Regions from separate parts of the Hordeum vulgare genome. Here region 1 is linked to region 2. Evidence: chromatin contacts called from public Hi-C data. All regions are on one chromosome and are shown on one strand. The core of a region is the stretch at or near the end of the contact, and the rest is flanking DNA. Distances in the headings are between cores, read along the strand shown. Region 1 has its middle 22 kb from the start of LOC123447361. Region 2 overlaps LOC123447355 (serine/threonine-protein kinase MPS1).

Evidence for each region. Hi-C and Micro-C count contacts between places; a contact is called where the count stands out from the background.
Region 1: a contact with region 2 is called in a Hi-C map of leaf, with 5 times the contacts expected there. The contact joins two enhancer-like sites. A contact is called at or near these places in 2 of 6 Hi-C or Micro-C datasets (both in leaf).

The regions. Positions count from the first base shown.
Region 1 is chr4H:14,283,995-14,286,862 of MorexV3_pseudomolecules_assembly, reverse strand. No RefSeq gene overlaps it. Among protein-coding and RNA genes, the nearest start is that of LOC123447361, 22 kb to the right of the region's middle. Within about 2 kb of position 1,267, at least 1 of the 3 cell types and tissues checked has open chromatin away from gene starts, as enhancers often do. A contact at or near this core is called in leaf, where this site is marked.
Region 2 is chr4H:14,172,184-14,175,248 of MorexV3_pseudomolecules_assembly, reverse strand. It overlaps LOC123447355 (serine/threonine-protein kinase MPS1), which reads right to left. Exons shown (of 5, transcript XM_045123953.1): 5 at 2,173-3,065. The coding sequence ends at 2,750. Among protein-coding and RNA genes, the nearest start is that of LOC123447355, 7.3 kb to the right of the region's middle. Within about 2 kb of position 1,683, at least 3 of the 3 cell types and tissues checked have open chromatin away from gene starts, as enhancers often do. A contact at or near this core is called in leaf, where this site is marked.

The DNA of each region.
Region 1 (2,868 bases), core at 18-2,517, 110 kb before region 2:
TCTGAACGTTCGGGGAACCCCAGGGCCCGGTTATGGGTACTCGTCAAAACTCGCAAGTTTGGCCTATTTTGGCAAGTTCTATATGTTATTACTCACTGATTTTTGGTCTCACTGCGATCCGAACGTTCGCGGAACCCGAGGGTCTGGTCAAGGTTACTCGTTAATACTTGTAGGTTTGGCATATTCAAGCCAGTTTTCTATACTATTACTCACTGCTTTTGGGTCCCGCTGTGATCCCAACATCCAGGGAACTCTGGGGTCCGCTTACGGGGACCTCGCGAAATCTCATAGATTTAGCCTATTCTGGCCTGTTTTATATACATTACTCACTGATTTTGGTTCTCGCTCTGGCCCGAATGTCCAGGAAACACCGGGGTCTGCTTACGGGGACCTCGCCATAACCCGTAGACTTGGTCTATTCTGACCAGTTTTATATACTATTACTCACTTATTTTTGGTTCCGTTGTGGTCTAGACGTCCGGGGAACACCGTGTGTCTTATTAGGGGGACCTCGTCAAAACTCGCAGATTTTGCCTATTCTAGCTAATTTTTTCTACTCTTACTTACTGATTTTGGGTCTTGGTGCGATCCGGACATTCGTGGAACCCCGGGATCCAGTTACGGGTAACTCATCAAAACTCGCAGATTTGGCATATTCTGCCCAGTTTTCTAAGCTATTAGTCACTAATTTTAGGTCCCACTATGATCCGTACGTGCGGGGAATTCCGGGATCCGTACATGCGGTCGGGATGGACTTTGTTGTTAACCTCACCGAGGCTGAGAAGCCTCCTTGAGTAATGAAAATTTTATTTCGCCCGCAAAAAAAATCCCATGATCCCAAGAACTGGTTGTGAGCAAGTCTCCTTTTTGCTACTTTTTTTTATATATTGTAACTGTTATGGCTTACTAACAGAAAATACGGTAGAGCAATTATCCTACTGTTCACAGTTCAAAATATATTAATTTGATAACAGAAAGTATACATGATTTACTTAATTACTTTGGTAGTTAGGGAAATATCAAAATACATTTCTTTAATCCAATAGAAAACAAGCCATTACCTAGCAGGTGGGAGAAAACATTCCGGTTAACCCATGTGACTAGTAAACTGCACCATAAAAGGCTTTGGAAAAAATATCTTGCTTTCAAACGCTTGTGAGGCCGTGATGCATTATCGTCCGCTAAAGTTAATTATGCACCTAACCGATCAGTGAACTGTGGATCATGCGCCACTCATTATGCATCTACCAAGAGGGCTAGAATAGACTAGCTGAATGCGAGATTTTTAGAGCAACAGCGCACCTGATTATACACGGGCGCTCATGGCACTCCGACTAGTATCATCAGTCTAATTAAGCATCATCAGCTGAAACAAAGTGTTCTAATCAAGCATCATGCAAACACGTTAGCACACGCGCGCTCGAGGCCGGTGCCATCATTGCTGCCGTGCTAGACCGCCCGGTCAGCTCAGCTCAAACCCAGCTGCTATTTTCAGATAGCCTCCAAATCTCTTTCGAAAATGGCCTGAACACATTCGGTCCGTTGAGGTATGTGCTTTGATGACCGTCGACCGGAACCAGATGAACAACGCTATTCATTTCTTGATTCTGCTGCCGTGATTTTGACTGCGCATGCTACTCCCTCTGTTGGTGTCCGAAAAACGTCAGTGTGTACTTACAAGATATGCCGTCTGAAACCAACGAAGGCAGCGATCGTCGGCGTTGAAGCCTTGCAGGGGGTAGGCCTCCTCCTTTACTCCATCCGGGGTAGACCGACCTGCACAAGTTTGCAGCCTGTCGATCTAGCGATCTAGCATATGATAAGATGCTGCATTACTCCACGGCTTCAGAGCGTCAGAGCCGGCTCAGATCAGACCAGAGAGATCAGACGAGGCAACCACGGATGCCCTTTCACATCGGCAAATACTACGCCGCGGCGCAACTGTTCCCATACATCTCTGCTGCCGCTTTGCATTGCATTGCATTGCATGTCGCGTCAGGCGCATACACACGCACGATCATCATCAAATGCGAGCGCGGCGCCGGCTGCCTTCTCGGAGTTGGCTTGCCCCCTTTGTGTCATTCCCGGTCGCCGCCTCGAGCGCCGCGCATGCATGCATGCATGCAGCGCTCGTCGTCGATGCTCGATCCTGTGCCTGCAGGCTGCAGCTTCCGGCCGTCGCTGGCTGACAAAGGAGTTTAATTTTTTGTGCCCAAGAACAAGAAGGATTGGGTCTATGACATGTCTACTTTTTTGGTCCATTTATATTTCTTTATCTTTGTGAGGTGGAACAGCAACAGCTGACACTATTCATTCATAATATTTGTAGTTGTAGGTACAGAAAACTAGTCTGGTAGTGGTGGATCAAACCAAACATGTCGGCCACGGGACAGAGACAGTACAAACTTCGCTGCAGAATCAATCTCGTCATTACTCCTCCTACTCTCAGGTTTAAAAGCTAGTTCCTGAAACCCAAAACACAGGGCGTCTACAGTTGGCCTTAAAAATATGGCAAATCCTATTTTGCGCTTGTCCGTACCTAGGGCATACCCAGTTCCCTGACACTACCTTTCGTTTTTTAATATAAGTTTTTTTTAAAAAATTCACTAATGAATGAATTTACACTTTAAAACAGGTCTATATGCATTCGTATTAGTTTTTTAATGAAACTTCTCGAAAAGACTTATATTTAGAAACGCAAAGAATGGTATTTTCTTGGAATGTGCAAGCCCATATAAAGAAAATAACGTACAGTGGTTCTCACTCGGCACCTTCGTGGGTCAGCCCATTTAACTGTTATTCTATAAACTTCAAAAAAAGTAAAAAAAAAGGGCACGGCCGACAGTTTCGAACTGCAGACCTTTCAAT
Region 2 (3,065 bases), core at 434-2,933:
TGCGCAGCACATAGTAAGTATGCGATCCATCATTGGTCTGTCTCGCTGCCTCGCATGCATTGGCCGATGACGACCAGCGATCGATCAAAATGTGCAGTGACCCTGTCAGCTCTCTCTCCCTGCATGCACGCATAGGATGGAACGGATAGGCCCCGGTTTGGTACTTGCACTGTGCGATTCGACAGCGAGATCCACGACTGGGGCAGCGGGGGTGGTAGGCTAGTAGTAGTACCGGTGAGCGGACAGATCTACTGCTGCCGCTCCATCTGAGGGTGGTTGCAATAGGGGAACTGCCGCGTGCTCTCTCGTCAACCACTTCAAGATCTGCTCATCACTTGTGCGACTGGAAGATAATCTCCATGCTTGATCGAACGGCCCTCAATGGCGACTTCGCCCACGTGCCACGATTTACGGCCAAGTTAATTAAATTCACACCGTGGTCATGGTTGTAGTTTGTTGATTATGGATACACTTTTCCTTTTTGTTGTGTTTGTATTGTATCCCTTTGATGCTTCATTTTTTAAACGAATGAAATCCAACCTTTGTTGTAAAATATGTACTACTCCATAATACGATCCCATCTTCCCGTGGCACCAATTATGATGTCTCTTGCTCAGCAGTGCGTACGCCGGACGACGTCCATCATGGCGGGCGCACGTGAAGGTTGACGCGCCGGCCGCGGCTCCGGCGACCACCGAACCGGAGCTCCTGTTGCGCGCACAGCGGCACGCAGCAGCAGCAAGCATGCCTCGGATAAAGCGCCGGGCCGAGCTGACACGGGAACAGTGGGCGTAGCGTAGGTGCCCCACGAGGCGAGGCCAGGCCACGGCGCGGTGCCCGCCATGCCTGGCCGTGGGCTAGCGCGCGCGCTGACACCGTGCCGCGTCGCAGCCGGCGCGCGACGGACGGCAATGCTTGGCGCCGCAGCCACCGCGCGCCGCCGTCAGAGGGGCACGGCCGGGCTAGTACTGTAGTATTTCTCTTGGCCGGGCCGACGGAGCGCGCGCGTACGTTTTTTTTCTTTTTTTTTTTGAAGATGAAGAAGAAGCGAGCACGTGCGTACGTATGTCTACGCAGGGTACCCACCACAGCCCACTAGCTGCCCTTGATTTGTACCGCGTGCGGGCCGACGTGACTGGCGTATGTACGCTGCGGCCGGGCCGTGCGTGCATGCACATGATGAGCTCTGGTCCGTGCCGCGGTGCGCGCGTGACGTGCACATTTGGGCGCCAGCGCACGGCCAGAGCGGACGCAGGGGTGATCAGTGGGTTGCGTGTGGTGGACCGAGTGATATACACCTACAAAGTCTTACGTAAAGATTTTACGTACAAACTGATGTGTAAGATTGTGATTGGTAATTGAGTGATGAGGGACTCCATTTTCACTGAAAATCAAGGGAGGAGAAGAGTTAGTTTGGAAGGTTAAGTAAACCTTCGTAAGTTTTTGTATCTCTAGTATTATTGTGGTGAACCACTCGGGGGCGCTGCACCGTGAGGAACAGGGCAACAGGCCCCCCGGCTCGGCCTACGCGTGGCCGACTCGTCTCGACTCCCGCGGCTCTCTGACCAGTGACCACCATCTGTTCTGCGCGCTGCTAGTGTGGTACTAGTACTAGTACCAGGCGAGTGATGGTGAACAGGGACTCACCCAGAGGGGGAGCTGAGCAGCGCTGCTAGTGGCGACTTCTGCCGCCGTGACAGTGATTGATAGATATAGGGGCCAGGGCTTGCTGGTCACCGCAATGATAGGCGACGTATGTAGGTGAGCATGGATAGCATGTGTCCTTGGACTACTACTGGTACAGAAGGTAATGCATGCGCCGTGCATCTGCATCTGCAAAGTGGGAAAGCACCAACACTTTCCACCAGATGGGGCTCGCGCCGTCTAAAAAACCGTGCCTGCACACTCCATAAGGTTCTGTGGGCTCGTGCGACGAGTTCAATCGTGCTGTTATACATACATACATACATACATACATACATACATACACAAGAATGATGTAATCAACCCAGATTGGAGCACAAAGAAAAGAAGCGTGCTCACGACGAGCACCAGCGGGACGACTCCCGCGGTTAGCTTGATGAGAACCACAGCTCAACACAAAGGGCGAACGCCCAAGGATCATCATCATCAAATGCGGCTATAGGATGATGCTTCCTGCACCCAACAACATACAGCTAAATATCTTCAGTTCTAAGACCAATTAATCAGTCCAACAACCACGGAATTGCCTGCATCAGTGATGCTCAAAAAGAAAAAGAAAAAAGGAAAAAGAATTGCCTGCATCAGCTTCCCTAACCCCCCGGGCACCAAGAATGCCTCCTCCCCAGGGAGGCTACCCCAACTCATCACGCAGGTGCTATTTACATATACAGATTACAACAGGCGCTGCCACCTAAATTCACAAGAACCAAACACACAAAAAACAGACTAAAGCACCACCTGCCTAGTTCCTCGTCTACCAAGGAAGACCTCGTGTCACGGAAGATCCCCCGGTTACCGGCTAACGTTTTGGGGACGAACAAAATAAAGCCCAAGAGGGAGGCATACATAGACCAGCGACGACCTCAGGACGGCGCATACATGGGACCATCGATCGAGGGCCGACCTTCAGTAACAACACGATTAGCGATAAAATCGGCGATGGTCAACTGCAAATCTTGTCCAGCACCCGCAGTGCCTCGGTAAGACGGCGCACGCTGAGCTAAATATGCTTGCCACGCCTCTCTCCAGATACCGTCGAGCTGTGTCACATTTTGGTGCTTTGACTGGTCTCATCCTCCTTGCGCTTTGCAATCACGTCCCGGATCTCGGAGAAAAGCCTAGCAACCTCGGGGTCGGCCCAGTATGGTCTGATCTGCTCCATCATCATGGTGCATGGGTCGGGATCAGGGTTGATGGGAGGCAAATCCCGTGGCACCCGAGGGACAAGAAATGGGTGCTGCAGCAACTGAGGTATTCTCCACCGTTCGTCTCGGTCCCAGGCCAGGCACCTTCGCATAAGATCAATAAGCCATGGGTTGTCGACCGGAGGATAACTGATCTTGTGGTTCCTATCTGTGACA